Linked DNA regions of Gossypium hirsutum: region 2 is linked to region 1. The links are chromatin contacts, called in public Hi-C maps. All regions are on one chromosome and are shown on one strand. Each heading gives the region's core, a stretch centred on a gene start, on an enhancer-like site or on the middle of the called end of the contact. The rest is flanking DNA. Distances are from core to core; before and after follow the strand shown. Region 1 overlaps LOC107912208 (phosphatidylglycerophosphate phosphatase PTPMT1). Region 2 holds the start of LOC107912203 (bax inhibitor 1).

What was found. Hi-C and Micro-C count contacts between places; a contact is called where the count stands out from the background.
Region 2: a Hi-C map of leaf shows a contact between it and region 1, with 2.9 times the contacts expected there. The contact joins the promoter of LOC107912203 here to the enhancer-like site in region 1. A contact is called at or near these places in 12 of 34 Hi-C or Micro-C datasets (anther, callus, hypocotyl and 2 more).

Annotation. Positions count from the first base shown.
Region 1 is chrD11:2,229,892-2,234,960 of Gossypium_hirsutum_v2.1, reverse strand. LOC107912208 (phosphatidylglycerophosphate phosphatase PTPMT1) reads right to left here. Exons shown (of 5, transcript XR_005920918.1): 4 at 4,750-4,872; 5 at 4,481-4,574. Among protein-coding and RNA genes, the nearest start is that of LOC107912208, 7.3 kb to the right of the region's middle. Within about 2 kb of position 2,015, at least 4 of the 9 cell types and tissues checked have an H3K27ac peak or open chromatin away from gene starts, as enhancers often do. A contact at or near this core is called in leaf, where this site is marked.
Region 2 is chrD11:2,276,843-2,281,911 of Gossypium_hirsutum_v2.1, reverse strand. LOC107912203 (bax inhibitor 1) reads right to left here and starts at 1,978. Exons shown (of 6, transcript XM_016840282.2): 1 at 1,676-1,978; 2 at 1,331-1,474; 3 at 1,153-1,244; 4 at 692-878; 5 at 446-601; 6 at 124-338. The coding sequence starts at 1,786. The coding sequence ends at 288. It overlaps LOC107912204 (cell division cycle 7-related protein kinase), which reads right to left. Exons shown (of 14, transcript XM_041105463.1): 5 at 5,060-5,069; 6 at 4,852-4,945; 7 at 4,693-4,776; 8 at 4,528-4,617; 9 at 4,380-4,407; 10 at 3,731-4,267; 11 at 3,597-3,658; 12 at 3,321-3,430; 13 at 3,152-3,239; 14 at 2,564-3,070. The coding sequence ends at 2,840. LOC107912202 reads left to right here. Exons shown (of 4, transcript XM_041105466.1): 4 at 1-16.

The sequences.
Region 1 (5,069 bases), core at 766-3,265:
TCCACTCTTTTCAATATTCTTTTACCTTTTTTTTCTATTATTTGATTATTTTATTTTACCTATAAAATAAATAATAATAATTTGATTTTAGAGGATTAGTATATTTTAAAATAAGTATTAAGCTCTCTTCCTTCTAAAAAAAAATAGAATGGATGAATTTGTCTACAAATAAAAAAAAAGTAAGTGTAAAAAAGATGAAATAATTGGACTAAATGGAGATTTTTTAAAGATTTGGATTGCCATAAACCAAACGTAATCTATAATTCACATGCAACCATGTGTTTATCACACGCACTAATTTGTTTTTTTTTTTAAATAATTGAAGCATGCATTGCGTGTCTAGCTCTTTAATTTAATTAATTAATTAATTAATTTCTTTTATTATCCAAGCCCTTTTCTCTAAACTTAACCATTTAACTATTTTTTTATATATTTAAAGAGGATGCTGATAAAAGCATGACGTGGAAATGAAGATTACCACCAAAATTCTATTAATTAATTTATTTAAAATATTAAATTAAGATGTAAAACTTGTAATTCAAAAGCGATTCCAAATAGATTAAACCTTCAATTTCATTAAAACTACCTAAGACATTGCCTTTTCGATTTTTCTCAAAGTTTTCATTTAAAATTTTTTTATTATATATTTTACTTAAAATTTTTCATCAAACTCGTGGATGTCTCGTAATTTAACACGTCAGATGTTGTTAACTATTAGACCTTAACCCTTTCTTTTTGTGCAGTACTGATGATGCAGTTAGTCTTTTGAGGCTTTTGATAGTTTTTCTTGGTTGATCGATGTTTACCGTCAAGTTGATTTGATGATGGCAGGGTTAGGATGTAAATTTCAATAGTTTGGTCGAGTTAAAGCATCTCTAATTTATTTATGAATGATTCCAATGTTGCAATTACTACCAAATTGTCTATGGCATTTATGTATTAATTTATAATAATTTATTTATTATTTGTACTATGTGCCATGTGTCATGGTTGTTTTAATAACAATAGTTTCTTAAAACAACTTGTATAAAAGATGACATGTTCACATCAAACGTGGTTTTTATTCTTCCGGTAAGAAAGAGTTCAGCTCGATGTTTTTAATCAAGATAGAAGGACTACTCAATCTAATGATATCATGAGCTAAATGGTAATCAACCTTTCATCAATTAGTTTTTGGAGACTCAGTCTTAAATGTAATGCTTTTTAAATTAAATCACTGGTTGAATCGATTAGACTATTGATCCTTAATCTAATTGATCTGATTGGTTCAAATCAAATAAACTATTAAAAAATTCATATATATTTTTTAAATTATATAATTCAATTCAACTACTTTTTTTTAATTCGATTTTTCCAAATTTAGCAGTCCTGTCTAAGTTTTAAAACACTGAACAATCAGTAAAAACGGATTTATTTGATAACATTTCCGATTCCCAAGTCAAAGAATTATCATCATAAACTTAAAATATAATCAAATCCATTTAAAAAATACAACAAAATCACAATTCTATGGAGTTGATATACAAATCTATTGCGTCAAACATGCTCAATAAAATACCTCTATACAATCATTTTGAATTCTCTTCTTCGAAGGAATCAACTCTCTTTCCTCCCCATCCTCAACAAAATTCACAAGTGAAAAATAACCTAAAAGCTAAATAAAAAACATAAACACGAAATTACACCAAAAAGAGTGAAAAAAAATGATTTCCTTTGGAAATTTACCATCTCATTTTCTCTTGTGAAGGCGTACTTTCGGGAAACTAATCGACTCGAATCAGTAGCGAAGTGAAACTATCAGTGATAGTAAAATATGGAGTTAAATAAGCGGGAAAAAGAGAAATGCCAATTGATGACATAGCGTCGAGGCAGTTGTTGGCTGAGAGAGTGATGGGAGAGCTTGGGATGGAACAAAGTGAAGGAATGATTGCGGGGTTTGCCAAAAGAGTGTGCATTGGCCATAGGGAAGCGATGTCCGGGACAGGGGTGGGCTTGCCGAATGAAGACTAGAAGAGAAAAAAACATGCTGGGCCCTTTAAGAGTCGGTGACTGAGAGGGTTGTGACCCGGTGAGTTGCTCCGAGTTACTCATACCATCATACCAACAACATTACTAATAATATTATTATTATCGTTATCTTGATCGGAACCAATATCCTCAAATGCTCCATGATTCTTACTATTTTGTTAAGAAAAGCTTTTGGAATTGATTTGAGCGGGAAGTTGACAAATGCCCCTAAATTGTGCAAGATATTGCAATGGATGCGAAGCCTTTCCTCTTACTTTGAAGAATATCTTAGTGAATGTCTAATTGTTCTGGGCCAAGAATATGTGGCCTTCATTGGCAGGTTGTGGGTTTAATATTTTGATTTAATTAATGAACGTCTAGTAAAACATTAAGAAATTATTTTTTAACGGAAGTTTTATTTCAATAGTTAATCATCCTCTTCATTAGCCAATCCCTTTATCTTAGACTTAATGCTGCTCTTCATTTACTCAAAAAATAATCGACTTCTTTGAAGCATAATGATAAAATTATGTAATCAATTTTAAAAAGATGTGAATAAATATATTTTAAAAAAGCTATACACTTTTAATAATTTATTAAATTTTATAATTTTTATGAAACACATAAACCATCACGTAACACACCCATCAATTTATTCATTTAACAAAAAATCAATTTGACAATATTAAAAGTGACAAAATTGAAGTCAAAAGGGTCGTCATCCGTTTCCGTTTTAATAGCTTTGGTTTCCACTAATTATGAGATGTTGATGAAAGTAAGACGTGGAAATGGTGATGATTTCTTTTATAAAGATACCATTATCCAAAAAGGAATTGTACGTGCAAAAATTCAAATCTTAGAAGTTAAGAAAAATAGATTAAGATAAGGAGAGAAAATGGTTAAAAATTGTATGTGGATAGATCACAGATGATCAACACGAGAAGCAGCGGCTGGATTTTTTTCACATTAAATAAACTTAATTTATTCGATGTAACAAATTTATGCTTAGTATCAAGTAACGTATAATTTCGACTGCTACCATTATTTATTATAACTACAGTCGCAATAAATACATAGCCATAAGTTAAATATATATTATCCGCTTCAGCCCATTTGATCTCATGATTTTGTCCCCAAAATACACCAACCAAATGTTAAAGATACACAATCGATGTGAAATTCATGATTACCTTGATCCTAAAATAAAAAAGGAAAATGATTCACCAACATAATATGCCAAGATGACCGCTCTTTGTAATTACCTAGCATGCAGTTAAGGCATGGTTTATCATAAATAATCCAGAGAAGGCAGCACTTCGTTAAGACATGTAAAATATTTGCATATAATATGAGAATGATATACAATTTGATCCTTAAGCAGTTATGCTCTATCTTTTGTTCCATTCATAAGCAACGGCAACTCAATTTACAAGGGAAGAACAAGCATATATACTTCGCTTCAGCCTAAAGAAAATATTATTCGCGATATTTATTTATGTACGTACACGAGAAGGTAAAAAGGGACGATGTTACCTACAACATCTCCTGTGTTGTAACAGCAGGTTTTCAGTAGACATGGATGTCCACACTGATGGTACTTCCAAGGCAGCTGCTTTCTGTAGCGAGTTTCTTTGCTGATATCTTTTGATGTGCTTGGCAGGTTATCCACAAGCACGAGATTCTTGCTAGTGCTGCCTGACCGACAACTCTAACTCGATAAACCATGCTAAGATCTGCCCATATTGTACTTCCCACGGCACCTGATTCAAGACTCTGGTCGTATCCGTCAAGATCAGCTTCTGTTACCACCACTACCGAACCATCATCAAAAGTCACAAGGTCTCGTGCAGGTGACAAGTCTGAAGTTCTTAAAATTAAATCCATCATGTAGCTGTGGAAGCCAGCCTTCCTCATTTTAAGATAGTAGAACTCTTCAACAGCCTGCAATTGAAAGAAAGAGAGAGATTACTCAAACCCATTGTTTCAAAATCATGGTTATAGAAATACCGATTCATTATTCCTGAACTCTGGATTGGAGAAAGTGAAACCCAAGACATTATACCTGCCATTGGGAAGCAGCTAAACGCACCCTTGGCCTGATCAACTTCACATAATCATATGCAGTAACAGGTGTCATCTGCTTATAATATACCTATGTAGAACCAAAATTCATCAGTGCAGCTAGAACCAACAAGTAATACGGTCCACACACCTTTATAGTCTATACAGCACTAACCAGGTAACACAATACAATGGTTGTGCTGCGGCCACGACCAGCTTTACAGTGGACATATGTAGTTTGCCCAAGTGACACATTTCCTTCAGGAGAAAGAAAGAAATAACATTTCAGCAATAGAAATTAAAAAAAAAAAAGCATTGAGAAACATTTGAACTATGTTATAGTTTTTGTAAGAAAAAGGCCACTATCAGGCAAACTTGACCAACATAAGCAAAGCCCTCAAAGAACGCTTACTATGAATGAAATCAATTGCTTGGCATATCGATGTCAAAGATGGTGCAAAGTAGTAGTCTCTTGTAGGGATCACCAAATGGTTAATGCCATAATTCTACCACAATATTGCAGAAAGAAAATTAACAACGTTAAACATGAAAGGATTAACAACATAATGAAATGGAAAATTTCATAATGTAAAAAGAGACAACATTCACAAAACAAACATACAAGGTCTTGAAAAGTAGTAAAATATGAATAATGTAAATATACTAGAACGGAATGCCCACATGATAAAGAGATGTAGGAACCAGAGTTTCGTAAGGCTCGTTTAGTGTGATTACTCCACGAACACCATTCTCCTTTAGCCTTGGAACATCAGTAGGAAATGGAACAGCACCTAACAGTATAAACTGGAAAAAGAAAAAGAAAGTCATATTAGAACTTGTAAAATAACTCTGCACTTGTAAGAATAGCAGATTACAATATAGATTATCCAAATACACATTATAAATATCATCTTCAACAACATCAACTACTTAAGATGAACAAGACATGAACTTTAAGCTATACACCTCATCAACTCTATCCCACCACCGGAACTCAGGCT
Region 2 (5,069 bases), core at 729-3,228, 47 kb before region 1:
AAACCCTTTTGAGCCACCATGGGTTCCCAGCAACGAGTTCTATTGAAGAAATTGGTGCAACAGTGGCTCATAGAATGGAACTGAATGTTGGTAGATGGTGTGTGGTGGGCAAAACCCATCATATATGCAAAAGGCGAAAGACGTTAATATATGGCAAAAGTTGAAATAAAATAACATGGTTATTAACTTATTATATTAACATGATGCTTTAGCACAAAAAGCAACAAACTTTCATGTCTCCAAGGCAAGGTTAGATGGGTAAAGCTCCTCAGCTATTGCTTTGTGATTTAGTCTCTCCTTTTCTTCTTTTTCTCGCTCTTCTCAGCTGAATTTTTCAACTGAAAACACAAGAATGTTCAGTATTGGTTCGTGTATACCAAAATGAAACATTAATATAAAGTCAGCCATTAAAGATAGCTTTATCAGGTATTCCAGCTTGACTCACCATAATTATCAGAATGCGGACAAATACAGCAACAAAATCAGTGAAAAGAGTCAGGGCATGCTTCACGTAGTCCAGGTCACCCAAGTGTGCTTTCTCGATTATGTCCTGCGTGTCGACTATCATATATCCCACAAACACCAAAAGCCCTAAGTAGATCTGTGAGGACAATCAAAGGCAAAGAGGGAAGGTCAATAGCAGCTTTTCAAGTACAACGAGACAGAAAGTTTGTGGCTAATATTCGCTTGCCTCAGTCATAAAGAGGGCTGTGGAACCACCAAAGATGGAGGAAGCAAAATGCAACCAGAGAAGCACGGACACACCAGATGAGAGCAAGCCACCAAGGTAAAGGTACTCTCGTCGCCTTGCTAACATAGCAGCTCCTGAAAAACATGCAAAGGCCAATGCTGTTCCCACAAATGAAGCTACCAATACACTGCCATTGTGGATAAATACGCCATTAGTACAAGCCACTTTTTTTAGTATTATTATTAATCATTTGCAAAGGAAAAGACATACAAAGTCACGCACCCAAATGAGATTCACAGGTCCAGATAATAGTAATAGTAAAATAGAAATTAAGCATAGTATTATCTTCCAAATGTAACACAAATTAATATATTTCTTGAAACAAAATCCAAGTATTTTCACAGCATGGGTGTATCATTAATATCACAAAATTACCAATTTAGTTTTTATAGGAAAGATACCTCGGGTCGATTTGAATAGCCAAGTCAATTAGAGGACCGATTGAAGCTCCTTCAAACACTGCCGATGCCATTAGAAGAGAAACCCTCTTTTGCTGCAAAATTAATAAAACCAAAGCAAAAGATGAGTACATGCAAAAAGAAATATCATCATCTTATACAAATGAAGAAAGATTATTACCTCTTCACAAGGAGGGGTGGAAAGGAGCCAAATAATGGTTCCTAAGCATGCAAATGTGGTCAGGTAACCCCCAATGTTCCAAAGAATATGGAGATAAGCTCCAACAGCAGAGGCAATCAGTGCACAACATAAGGTCAAATAAACCTGCAAATTAGAAACGCTATGCTCAGACAATCGAGATCCTTTTTCTTATAAGCAGAAAAATAATTAAATAGATGGATAAAATCATAACAAGCATTTATAATCACATAAAAGATGAAAACTGCAATACGTTTTTAACTCTCAGAAGAAGCCAAGAAAGATTCAATCCAACGTTCAAAATCCTAAGTAGCAAATTAGATTTACCTGCTTGAGATGAGCTTGAACGATGGGAGAGATCTGACGGAAATTCTTAAGAGTATCGTAACTCCAGATGTTTCTCGATTGGGAATCGAAGAAGGAAGTGAAGGCATCCATTTGTTTGCTGAGAAATAGCAAGAAAATTCATTTGGTTATTTTAGTTACGAGGTGGAATGGTATTTATCGATAGAGCTGGATGCCTGGATCAGATAATTTTCTTGGAAATTTATAGGTAATTAAGTTACTAAAAAGCCCTTCGTTTTCGTAGAACTTTAACGACTTTTTATTTTTACAGGGATTAAGTTGCTCAAAGCAATTTTAAAATATTGAGCTATTGTAATTTTTTATCCTGAATTTAATAATTAAGTTCTTTCTGAATGCTTGTATTTTTTTATTTTTATACATAAATTTAACAAATAAACTCATTTTAGTCTTGACTTTAAAAAATAAAGTTGTAAATTTTTAAGTGATATCATGATAATTTTAATATATTGAAGTTATTAAATTTTAATGGAATCTAAATTTAAGCATCAAAATAAGTCTAACTCCCAATCGATTATTGAATTCAATACTTTAAATTTATATTAACCTAAATATTTTAAGACCAGGTACCAGATAATTTCTCAACATTAAAAAGAATGATTAAATACGGCAAATATTGGAATTTTGCACTTTAATCCAATATTTGAGAAACCGAGGAAAAGAAAAAGCGCAAGTGCTCTGGAAAATTCGAGGTGTCATGGGTTGAAAACCCAAAGCATCGATCTTCGTTCGGCTGCTGCTGATGCGTCACGTAGACCAATAGAATATCGCCATGTCAACACACTACTTCCATTGCCAACATCATAATTTTTTATTCTTTCAGGGAATATAAAGGATTTATTGCTAACATCCTTCTAGAACTCAAAATATCATTCCAGAAACTTATAGGGTTTAACTTGAAAGTAAATTTCTTGAGAATTTAAATTCTCAAGTTTAATTTTAACTCAAAAGAATAGGTTTTAAAGCATATAAGATGTTTTCCTCTTAGTCCCTGATAAACCATAGACCCTTGCGTCCCCAAAAGGGTGAACCTTACATTTAGCTATTAGATTAGGAGCATTTTTTTATACAACTTGAACATGTAAGAGGAAATTCCATGCATTTAGATTCAAACCTTCAAAAATGGAGTTATAGAGTTCGTGTCCTTTGCTTTCCCAGATTTTCATGTATTGAAGCCAAAAATTCATGCTTAAGAGCATCCTCTGCTGTAATCCTTAATCTTGGGTTCACTGTTAAGCACTTGTCCACAAGATCGTAAAGCGAGCTCGGTATCTCTGTAAGGAAGTCTCGTCTCTTCGTTTTAATTCGGCACCACTGCCGTAGGTTCATAGTTGTTAAAGACTGCTTACCATAGAGCTCCTGTAACAAAAGTATTAGCAATTTACTTTTAAATAAGTTATAGTTGCAGATCATGCATTATTATACTAGCATTTATTATACCTCAGGAAATGAGGATTCACGATTATGTAACTTGGCAACTTCCCAAAGATCTTCACTGCCTCTCAGCTTTGCAATATCATTTATACTCCTGAAAGTGCCAAAAGATGTTGGGAACATAAGCCATCAAACAAGAAACTGGATCGAGCGGTTTCGGTTAAAGAAATCTTACTGTTCGGGATCACTAATAAAGGGTGATTTCCCTATCATTAGGTAGAGTAGAGTGACCCCAGCAGACCAGATATCAATTTTTGAACCTTGATGTTGAGACCTGAATAAGACCTGAAGAAAATAAGAATACCAATTATCAAGGAAATCTGGCATAGACTGTTAATATTTTTCTTTTGGACATGTTTTGGTTATCTAATGAATTCAACGCATAAGAGCACCAGGGATTTTCTTTTAGTATTTAAAATCAAAACATGAATTGAAGTTTATCGGTCATTACCTCTGGAGCTCGGAAGCCTTTTGTTCCAGCACAAGGACCTTTTGTCTTATGCTTCCCATCCCCTGCAAGTGAATAAAATTTGATGAGTTTTACTAAGGAAAATGATTCTTTCAAATCAAAGTTCCAAAATTTACCCAAAAGATGCTTGCCTTTGTTCTTGGCAAAGCCAACCCCAGATAAAGCTAAGCTAGTTGAGCACAAAGGCATTGGAGTAGGATGAAGAATCTGTCTATCCCATTTTCCTGGAGAAGCAGCAAATCGCTTTCTCATGGGAGCAGGAACATGTAACACTCCAGGTTTTGGACTCTGCATTGCTTCCTGTGCCAGACTGATGAGCTCTTTCCTGCCTTGGCATGGCAAAGGCTCTCTGAGCCTTTCTGCTGAGGGAGTCCTTGCACTTAAATCCTTTGTTGAGGTAATGCCTGAACCATCTACACCCTGACTATTTATTTTATTCCAACTACTCAAGTCATTATGAGGAGCCTTCCTTTGAATTTCTGTCTTCCTCATGTTCTTAGGCTCTAAAGTTAACCTGGAGCCTTTGGTTGCCTCTATATTGATTCCCTCTCTTGATTTGATATTTAAAAACTTCATGCTATTTGTCAGATGAGTGGCTTTGGCAGGAACGATATTATGATGAAAAGTTACATCATATCCCGACTTGGATTTGTCTGTGAAACGCATAAGAATGCCACATCAATCATAAATAGATGGTCCTCTTCATTGCCTACAGTAAAAAGTACTAGGATTCTTAACTTCAAGCTCCAGAAAAAAGGAACTAACCCATACTCCTGTACTTTTGATGCATTTCCTGTCAAAACAAGAGAAATAACAAAACTAATAGTCCTCAAATTAGAGTACAAAAATATTGCCGGGGAATATGCAAACGGCCAACCACAGGATCATGTAAGGTTGGCACTTAGCTACTTACCGTGGCAAGATTGAAATCAATAAGATAACCTTTGTTGGTCTTACGAGAGAAAAGAAAGTTTCCCGGTTTAACATCCCTATGAACTATTCCCTGCATGTGTATAAAGAGTTATTAAGAACTTGTAATTTTGTAGAATAGATGCATCGCATCCAGAAAATCACATACCTGCTTATGAAGATTTGCAAGAGCTTTGAACAAGCAAAAAGCATACCACTTTAACTGAAAAACATCTATTTCTCTTTTCAACACCTGCTCTCAATGAAACAAACTCACCATCAAGCAGAAGAACAAACAAAACATGGCTTCCAAAATTCTAATAATTACCTCAGGCCTATCATGCTCAACATACTGCAGAACAAAGCAATCAGAATTCTCACTCTTAATGCATCCTTCATATCGTATTATAAAGTTCTTTCCCCTGGCATTGACAAAAAGAAAGATTGGAAGAGAGAAGAAGAGCTTAATATAAACTGCTTTGCTTTTATAAACAAGAAGGTTTTCTTTAAAGTGAAACAAACTTCTTAGTTCTTACCCAAAACGCT